Regions from separate parts of the Rattus norvegicus genome. Here region 2 is linked to region 1. Evidence: chromatin contacts called from public Hi-C data. All regions are on one chromosome and are shown on one strand. Each heading gives the region's core, a stretch centred on a gene start, on an enhancer-like site or on the middle of the called end of the contact. The rest is flanking DNA. Distances are from core to core; before and after follow the strand shown.

Region 1 (5,461 bases), core at 1,233-3,732:
TGCTGGAAAGTGTGAACCTGAGTCCTCAGGAAAAGCAGTGGCTACTTTCGATCTCTGAGGCATCTCCCAGTGCTCCTTAATATTTTAATTCAACTTTATGGTGTGTGTTCTATGTGTGTGTGTGGGAGTGTGGGGAGCTGTGGACTTTGGAGGTCAACACCAGGTGCATTTCTTGAGTCCCCTCAACTTTATTTTTGAGTCATTTTCTCTCACTGATTGGTCCAGAGGATGCTGTCTCTGCAACAGTGGTTGGCCTGTGAACTCTCTTGTCTCTGTCCCCCGACTCCAAAACTGGGGTTTTAGACCCAGGTTTCTTTTTCTGAGGATTCAACCTTAGGTCTCTATACTTGCTCCTTACCCACTGTGGTGGTAGGAATAAGAATGGCCCCATAGGTTCAAATATTTGAATGCTTAAGGAGTAGCACTATTTGAAAGGATTAGGAGGTGCGGCCTTGTTGTAGGAAGTGTGTCACTGGGGATGGGACTTGGGCTTTCAAATGCTCAAGCCAGTGGACCTCTTCTTGCTGCCTGCAGATCTAGATGTAGAACTCTCAGCTCCTTTTCCAACACTATGTCTGATTGCTTGCTGTTATGTTCTGCTACTGAAAATGGACTAAACCACTGAAACTGCAAGTGACCCCCAATTAAATGCTTCCCTTTATGAGAGTTACAGTGGCCATGGTGTCCCTTCACAATAGAATGCAAAGCCACCCATTGAGCTATCTTTATAGTCCTTGAGTAAATCTTTGTATACATTATAAATTACATTATCTTCTTGGCTTATCAGAACCCCTGAAACCCTTATTTCTTGACTGTTTGGACAGTTAATATTTCACTACATCATTGGACTGTTTTAATAGCATATCCCTTTAATAGAAGCATATGCCATTGAATTCTACTGCCATCTACTGCTTACATGGGGAACTGCTCCTTGCTGTTCACTCGTGCTTTATTCCTAACTACTGAAGTTTGGTTTTCTCAGCGATGGTGAACTTTCTATGCTTTGAACTTCAAATCACAGTCGATACAATTTTCTAATAGTTTCTGGCATTTCATTATAGCATCGCAGAAGATGCATCTCAGAATCTTTTTTTTCTCTTGGCAAAAAGAAAGAAACCCCAAATTTATGATAGAACATGAAATATTTTTAAAACTGAATGATAATAACGTTTCATAATTTATTTTTAAGAAAACCAGAAGGACCATAGAATCTCTGGGGAATTTCTGTCTTCTAACATATACTAAATTGGACATTAAGTTCTTCCTTGGACATCTTCCATTCAGGGAACCTTAATCTTCAAGGTTTTACTTTCATGTTTTCTCTGTAAAAATTTTCCATTATTTTTCAGATTAGAAGTAAATTCTAGATTCCACAATTTGTAATTAAAATAATGTGTCAGATGAGGAAGAAAATGAACAAATCCAGTCTGGAAAATACCTTCACATTACTTTGCCTCATTCCCTTAGCATTCGTTGCTAGTTGTTTTTCTTTTGCACATAAATTGGAATTGCAGGAGTGATTTAAGAAGGGAAAATTTTTAGGAGAGACCAGAACACAATCAAGGGCAAACACTGTGCAGTCTGACCAGCTTCACTTTGCACACTCGAAAGTCAGCTACCTCGCTGTTCTTAGATACTGCATGGTGAGAATTTTCACGGCTAACAAAGTAAGAGCAGGCCAGGACTCAAACATAATTCTTATTCTGGGATAAAGCAGAAAGACGGAAAGCGAGAAGGGGGAAATTACAACAGCAAAAGTCTGTCATTGCACTGTCCTTGAGCAGTTCAGCTAGACTGTACTTAGCCGGGATGCTATGAAGTCGTGACCAATATACTTAGCAAGGTCTTTGATTTCCGGCTTTGCTACAGATTAACTGAGCTGTTTCTGCAGTTACTAGAGTCCTTCACAGGGCGAGGATTAAAAAGTTTCTCTTTGCATCCTTTTAGAATACGCTGTTCTTGGTTAAAATCATGGCGTTCTCAAAGGGTCTAAGGAATAGAGCCCCGTGTCCCTTCCAGACACTAGAAGGCTATTTCTCGATCACAACCACTACTTCGATCCTACATTTGACATCTCTTCGTAACCAATCCCTGATAATAACCACCAATTATAGCAAACGCCCAGAAGAGCTCTTGAGGGACACCACTCAAGCGGATCCCCGCAGGTCAGTGACATCTTTTTGTCCTGCCTTTTCCGATGAGGAGTATTTGAAGGGCAAGGATTGCGCCCGTAGATGATGAGAGTTCTTTTTTCCCCCGCTCCGTTGTAGGAACATAAAGTCATTGTTTCTGGCTGTGTTCCACCGGATCTAACAAAGGACCAACTTCCGGTCCGGCTTCTAAGTCTTCCGAGTCTTGAGTGCCTCTAATTCTGCACGGAGTTACTGCCGGGTGCAGCGTCCAGTAGCTACTTCCGCCAGAAGTCCCTAGCTGCTCGAGCTCGGATGCTACCCCGACACCAGGTCCGTCTCCTCCGCAGCCCGCCGGTCAGGGGCCGGTGGCAGCAGAAAGTGCAAGGCCTGGCGTGAAGCCTTCTCTGCGCCGAGTGCAGGCCAGTGGTGCCGAAGAGACTCGGGGAAGTGACCAGGGCGGTGCCCTCAGGCCTTAACGCACCCGCCCAATAGGGGCGGGGCTCGACCTCCCGGACCCGCCCAGCCGAGGCGCTAGGTCTGCGGATTAACCGCCCTGCGTCTGCGGGAGTAGGCCTCCCTCCGCTAGAGACATGGAGTTTGCGGAGCTGATTAAGACCCCGCGGGTGGACAATGTGGTGCTGCACCGGCCTTTCTACCCCGCTGTGGAAGGGACCCTATGTCTGACGGGCCACCACCTGATCCTGTCTTCCCGGCAGGACAACACTGAGGAGCTCTGGCTCCTCCATTCAAATATCGACGCCATTGACAAACGGTGAGCGCCTACCACACCCAGGTCCGTGAGGAGCCAGGAACAGAACAGACGCTTTCAGGTGTTTTATTTTTGGCATCCTCGCTCAGCCAGCCAAATGAGCCTCCTGTGGCCTACATTTGAAAGCCAACTGCACTGGCTACCTGGCATCTCCAGGCTAAGGTCTCAGAGTCGCAGCGGTCGTATTTTCAGTGTTCTCCGTAAAAAAAATTTCTCTCATCACATTTCTTGAATGTTCCTTGCCAGTTTTCGAATTGCTAGTTGCCAATCTGACTTTACCAAGTTGTAATTAAATACAATTTAATTCTCCCCTGCCTCCGGCCCCCAACGCGCCGCCGTTCTTAAATAGGCATGCTCACCCCTTTTCAGCCCAGGCCAGTCTTGAACTTCCTACTCTCCAGCCTCAGCCTCCCAAGTAAGTGCTGGAATTACAGCTGTGTGTGTATGGGCCACTATGCCTGGCTATAGTTCTTAACTGAGTACACTGCATTACTTTTCCATATGCGCATTTTATTCTCCTTTAAAGGTTTAAAGATCATTAAGGTGTCAGCCTCCCACTCTGTACTCTTTACCTGTGCAAAAGAGTGCCTCAGAGTCAAACAGTTACATATACTTTGATTTGCGCTTAGTTTCTCTGCTTTGTCGGTGTCCCTATGAACCCTGTGTACTCTAGGCAGAAGGCAAATTATATAATTCATTATGAAGTGTGTGTAACAACATACTGTCTACTGCTTGATTAAATATTTTGGATGTTACGATTTCTACAGAGATTATGCCTTAGGACCATCTGAAGTCATAGTGTTGGATGAAGAGGTTGCAGGCCAGCCATCCATCCATCCATCCCAGCAGCAGGCTACTACTCTTTGTGGCATAAGTGTATTCACTGGTCTCTCATGCCTGCATGATAAAGGCTGAATCCCTGGCTCTCCATGTTCTGGTTCTCACCTACTGTCCTCACTGGTTTTCTTACCATTCTCATGATTTGTCATTTCTTACAGATTTGTGGGCTCTCTGGGTACTATTATCATAAAATGTAAAGATTTCCGAATAATTCAGTTGGATATTCCTGGAATGGAGGAGTGTTTAAATATAGCCAGTTCCATCGAGGTAAGTATTTTGCAGGCAAAATTCTGATAGGAAAATGGCAATATTCTGATTCTGTACAGCCCTTGACACATGAGAAAAATCACGTTTACTCTGCAAATCTTGATACTTGATGAAGGCAGTTTGTGAACTGTTTTTGTGTTTCAGTGGCTTTCTTGAAAGAACATACCATGTGGAATTCTAAGCCACTAAAACAAATACAATGTAGCTAGATGGTGGACTTGTTACAGTCAGTGGGCTTTACAGTGAGCTGGTGTGATTGATCTTCCTGAGTTTAGTGTATCTTTGGAACCCTTGAACTCTGAGCAGTACTCCTAATACTGTGATTGTTGTAGTAGTGGGGTCCTGTTAGCACGGGCCCATGAATGAAGTACCTCACCTCTCACAGTTAGCCCACAGTGTCTCATAAAGCGAGAATAACTTTACGGGCCTTTTAGGGTGTTGTACGATTACATTCGTGGGCATATGTAGAATGCTTAGTATAATACTTGGCAAGTGGTTGCTGCATTGGAGGGCCCTTCTATGGCAACATTTTTATTCTGAGACTTTGTGATAGAAGTAGCTATGTCACATAAAGTTCAGTGTCATAACCGTTTCTCAGCTTACCATTGTGTCAAAAGTGTATTCACAGTGTTGTGTAATAGACTAAAGCAAGTGATTGTCACCAACAGCTGTCATCCGTGACTTTAGCACATCTGCAAGTGTGCATTTGTTTTCACTAGTCCACCTGAGGCATGTCTGTTTATGCATGTATAAGAGCTTTGGACATTGGTCAAACATAGAAACATTGGTCCAAATGGCCACACATAGGAACGTTGCTTGGATAGTTTAAGGGCTCTGATGAAGGCCTCACACTCCCTTTCCTCCTTCTAACTATTTCGGTACACACCCCAACTTTTAAATTGCCTCATTTTAAATTGCTAACACCAAATTATATCAGCTATATCAACTGATTCTGTTTAAAGTGATTTCTAGATAATTTTGTTTTCTTTCTGTATAACTGACTTATTGGGCTTTATTTTTCTTTAAAAAAAAAGTGGATTAAGCTCTTAAAAGAAGAGAGAAAGCCTTAAATCTATAATTAGAATTTGGTTTGGCTTTAAACAAGAAGTAGAGGATCGGGTGATGTGTTATTGAGGAAGTGAATACAAACCTCTCTGCTTTTGCCAGGTTCTGCTTGTAGAAATGAACGTGTACGTTGAAAAGTCTGCCATACACAGTTGTCACTTGGAAGTGTGATCTTGGCTTGGCTATACTCCCCAACAAGAATTAGAAAGCAAACTGAGATAATGTTCCACTATTTGGACAAAGGAATGCCTAGGGCTCACTTTGGTTGGGTGTAACTAGTGTAGCATAGAGATAGTACGATGCCTCGCCAATTGGCAGATCCCTTTAGGAAGGAGGAAGCGAGTGTGGGTACAGCTTCCACATGCGTGTGTCTTGTAAGAACTCAGTT
Region 2 (4,988 bases), core at 878-3,377, 310 kb before region 1:
AGCAGTCGGGTGCTCTTAACCGCTGAGCCATCTCTCCAGCCCAACTTATATTCTTAATTCACAATACATAAGTCACTATGACCTAGGGAGAGTCAACTGGACATCATGAGGGTACCTCCCTTCTTATTCAACACCATAATGGATTCACTCAGCCTCGGGAACCATCTGTGGTACTTCACACCCCACTGCACTGTGGTGTTTATACCCCTCCTCATGAGTCCTGTCCCTCCACACCCCTTACATGTCATACTCAGTCCTTCATCCTTACACTTCATTCAGGAGGAAGATAAAAAGCACTCTGTCCATAGTGGCACCTGATAACAGTGCATGGAGACATGAAGGAGTGAGGAAGGAGAGAAGTAAAGGAAGACAGGAGGAAGGAGTGAATAGCTGAAATAAGGGAACTGCCCTGGTGTCGCAGGAAGCTTTCTCTGAAATGAACCTACATAAGTGATCCCTAAGAGCTCAACTTTATCGCTGGCATTCATCTAAGCACACTAACATCAATGGCCTCAAAACTGAAAAATAACACAACCTCCAGTCAAAAGAGCTCACTGTGTTAATGTAAAATCAATAGGGATCTTTATGCATGCATACCCCAGCAAAACCACAAAACCCTTTACAAGCATGCAGGCAGGAAAACAAAAACAAAGCAAACTGAATTGGACTCAAGTTTGCAGTGCTATGCCTGGGGGAAAAAGCCAATCCACCCAGCTCAACAACCTGGTATATACTCAGCACAACACTGTCTTGCTCATGCACACAGCAAAGAGAGCCATATTAACCAGTGTTCTACAAGTGTGTGTCAGACCCATGTCTGGAGAATGCCTGCCAAGGGTTGGTGAGCAAGGTTTGTAAGGAGCCCACCTTTCCCCTAAGAAATGCATCTCTGCCACATACTTACACAAGATGCACTGCCATGCTGGGTAAGGAACTGGCTGCCAGGTCACTTGTTCAGCCCTGTCTACCATTGACATTCCAAACTGTGTTCATGCAATCACCTCACTAAGATTTTTAAGCCTGGCTGAGGCGGAGACTAGTTCATTTTCATGGAAGTAGAGACCAGGTGAACTGCCAGGAAGAGGGATCTACCTAGAAAGGGCAGTTTTCAGTCTATAACCTATTGAGCTGCCTGCAGGATGTGCAGTGTGCTCCACTAAAACATACTTTGTTCTAAAATGACACAATTATCTTTTAAAAAGGAAATAATTTGTTTATGTTCTTTGATAGCTACACAACTTCCAGGAAAAGTTAAAAGCCAGCTTTTGGTGATCATCACACGACTGCCAACTGGTGGCAAGAATCCATAGCTACATGTCGTCTCTTTTAGAAGTAAAGTAGCTTCTGGGGAGGGAATTAGTGCACTTCAGAGTGCACTTCGTTTTCGTTCTCTCTCTCACTCTCTCTCTCTCTCTCTCTGTCTCTGTCTCTGTCTCCCTCCCTCCCTCCCTCCCTCCCTCCCTCCCTCCCTCCCTCCCTCCCTCCCTCCCTCTCTCTCTCTCTCTCTCTCTCTCTCTCTCTCTCTCTCTCTCTCTCTCTCTCTCTCTCTCGCTTAGAACCATTCATCAGCCTGCACTCCCGCCAGAGATTTATCACTGCCTGACACCTGTAATCCTTCTGTTTTTCTTCTCTGGGTCTAATACATTTTGGACAGTTGGGATTCGTGGCCTGAAGTGATGCTATGGGACCTGTCTTTGTGGAACCCCAGGATGCTGTTTTGAGCCCGAGAAGTGAAAGATTCCTCCAGCTGGCCACGATGCCCAGCGCAAGGGACAACAGTCTGAGACCCGGTGTCCTGAATGTCGGAACGCCACGCGTGCGCGCACGGCCCAAGCTTTTAGTTCCAAGAAGCGAGTCTGCGGGACATAGATGATCTGTCCCTCGCGGGCCCGGCAGTCACTGCTGTCCCCAGTCGGGCCCGGATACCCGCACTCCCATCACCCCTTCACCCGGTCGTCCAGCTTGGCGGACACTCACGCTCCGCTAGCATCGACATTGTCGCAAGTCTGTCGAGCGCTGCCTCTGGTCTGGCGCCCAGCGGTTATGAGGAGCCTGAAGTGCAGTTAGGGAAGAAGCCGGCTCACAGAGCACGCCGGGTCCAAGAGTTTCACTGGGGCGCATACTACTGACGTCACCAAGCGCGACTCGCCACGGACTACGTAAAGCCGAGGGGCCGACCCACCTTGCGGGACTGGTACACAAATTCATTCTAGGGCTGGGGCAGAGCTCTCGTTGGACTCAAGCAGTTCGCAGTTTAACGCAGAAAGCGGATATGCAAGCAACCTTAAAGTTGTTCGGGGTTCTGTGAACCATAGGTACCTTCAAAGAGCTGGCGAGATGGCCAAAGAAGAAGGTATTGGCACTGTGGAGCGGGGGCCCACTTTCCTCACACTCTACCTCTTCTCATTGGGGATGCTGAGAGAGGAGGGAGGGAGGGAGGGAGAGAAGGCAGAAACAGCCACGTAGCTGTCAAAGTCAAACGAAACACCAGATTTTTGTTCTTAACGGTCGAGAAATGTTAACTCTTCCGTGGTGTTCGCTGTGACAGACTTAAATCCCAAAGGCCTTTCCCAATTCCATCGCTCAACATGCTATACCTGGCATTTGCTGAATGCATCCTGACACATTCTGTTGCCCTCTTTTTGCTGACCTTTCTCCTCCATTTGTGTGACCTCAGCAATTTCCCAAGCTGTTTACTTGCCTCCCCCCAACCCCCGGCCCCAGCCTCTTCCTTCAACGTCCCTTTCTTTGTCAAGGCTTTGGCTTCCAATCTAGACCTTAGCTTTCCTCAAATCTTTGTTGTAGCTGTGCCTTCAGCACTGGCCAGTGCCCTGACCTTCCAGAGGCTCTTCTTCCTCGTTTTGTCTTTTTATGGAAGGTAACATCCACTTTTCACCAGACCCAACAAGATTCCATGTAGACCCCCATGGCAGTCAGTGCAACCCTTCTAGGATGCGGTGTGCTGGTAAAATATGGCTGTGTTGGAGGAAGAGCTCGGGGTTGGGAGTGGACAGACCTGAGAATCAGGCATGACTGTCACTTACCTACCTGTAAGATGAGAGCACCCAGCCAAGAATGATTGTGTGCTTGACCACGAATTATTAACAAGAAAGAAGAGGCAGTAATGTGACTGTGTGGTGATGAGGCTGAGTCTGACCAAATCACCCGCTTAGGACATCTGAGCTTTGCCCCAAATCCTTTCCAGATTTCCGTTTCCCTGGGCCACGTTTCCTAATCTGGATCACTAAGGCCAGGTACAGCAGCCAGAAGGGCACACAGGAGCATTTTCTCACATTCAGTGAGGATACCAGCTTTGACCTCACTCCTCTAAAAGTTCTTTACAGGACAAGGAGGAGTGACCAATGAGAGCATTCCCAGCGAGTGTTCTTGGATCACAGCATCAGCTACCTTTGAAAGTCTTTGTCATTTGTCTGAAGACGTCTTTGGGGAGCATTGTAAACTTCTACTGTCCATTAACTGCAGTTTGAGAAGAGTTGGAGGAGCAAGTATGGAGAGGACAGAAAAGAAAGTATGGAAGCCATGCAGCCCTGGAGTCTGAAGCAAGTTTATTAGGGCATGTAGGGAACTCCTTTCTATTCTGGCTTTGGCTAGAGCAGAAACTATTCTTGGTAATTAAAAAAAAGTAAGCTAATAATTTAATTAATCATTGTAGAGGTAAGAAGTAACAGGAATAGTTCCTGAGACAGTCTGTGAGAAAGTTTAGCATGCATTATGTAAAAATATTCTGTTGCTGTGAGAGTGAAACTCCTGCTCTCTGCTAAATCCTGATTGATTCTCCAGGAAGAGAGCAGGTTAACATGATTCATTTGTGCCTTACGTTGTCATTCCTCTGTCATTATTAATATTGGCTAATGGAGCTCGGAACTCATCCATGTGTAGCCTGAACTTGACTGAGCAAGGGGTTGCCTTATTCTTTCCTGTAACTAGCCCGGGTGTGCTGTTCCCAGGAAGAAAGACTGTGCTGAGCGGAACTCCCGAATCGAGGTGGCTTTTTTTGAAACATCAGAGGTCACAGTTCAAAACAGAAAAAGAAAGATGGATGAAGGGAGAGGGAGGACAGAAAAGGGAAAGAATGGCTCAATCACTGCTTGTCTTGTCATCAGAAAAGTATGCTTCTTCATTACACAAAACGACCAGGTGCTGACAAGAGCTCAGTAACCTCCTAGGGGTGGGGTGTGTGGCAGCAGTTCACCTTGGTAGCTGCAGAAATTGCTGGCAGTAGTCCCTCCCACAACTTCAACTGGCAGGGACAAGGAAGCTCAGACCCACTATAATGAGATTGACCCCTGTGCTGAAACCTTCACCCCCAAGGAGATTGCATGAGGAGGTGGTGCCTTTAAGGGGGAGGGGCTGTGCATGATCATGAAAGAGGAGCCTCAGGATGGGATTGGTGCTTTTCAGAGAGAGAATCCAGATGTCCTTCTCTCTCACATGCTCTGGGAATGCAACATGACAGTCTTTGGGAACCAGGAATCATAGAAACAAAATCTGGCAGCCATTCGACCTTGGACTTAGCCTTTAGGACTTTAAAGGATAATTTTCTGTTATTTTAAGCCACTTTAAGTATTTTGTTACAACAGCTCAAATGGACTAAGACAGGCAAAATTACACACTGACACAGAGTAACAGTCTTAAATTCCAGACCCATATTTCCAAAGAGCAATAACTGAGGAAAGTATCCCCTGCCATTTCCTTGGATGCAGATGTTTTTGAGGGTGAATTTTAGTTAGGGACACCAGTACAGACCTCTCACATCTGTTTCAGAACCCAGCCCCTCTCTAAACATCTGAAAATGCTGTAAGTCAAAAATTGCCACCAGTGAAGAAGAATTTTAGAAAACTGTACCAGAGGGAATCCCTGTGAATTTTCTAGTACATATGTCTTCAAATTTGCCCCTTTATAGGACTAATATGTATTTTATATTATTGACAACTGATTCATTTCTAAATTATTGACTTGAACCATAA

What was found. Hi-C and Micro-C count contacts between places; a contact is called where the count stands out from the background.
Region 2: a Hi-C map of Schwann cells shows a contact between it and region 1, with 2.7 times the contacts expected there. The contact joins the promoter of Pinx1 here to the promoter of Mtmr9 in region 1. A contact is called at or near these places in 3 of 12 Hi-C or Micro-C datasets (the A7r5 cell line, Schwann cells and frontal cortex).

What each region holds. Positions count from the first base shown.
Region 1 is chr15:41,964,157-41,969,617 of GRCr8, reverse strand. It overlaps Mtmr9 (myotubularin related protein 9), which reads left to right and starts at 2,482. Exons shown (of 10, transcript NM_001005761.1): 1 at 2,482-2,904; 2 at 3,900-4,008. The coding sequence starts at 2,723.
Region 2 is chr15:42,270,944-42,275,931 of GRCr8, reverse strand. Pinx1 (PIN2/TERF1 interacting, telomerase inhibitor 1) reads right to left here and starts at 2,127. Exons shown (of 7, transcript NM_001083337.2): 1 at 1,978-2,127. The coding sequence starts at 1,996. It overlaps LOC102553493 (a long non-coding RNA gene), which reads left to right and starts at 2,214. Exons shown (of 3, transcript XR_005494046.2): 1 at 2,214-2,353; 2 at 3,335-4,988.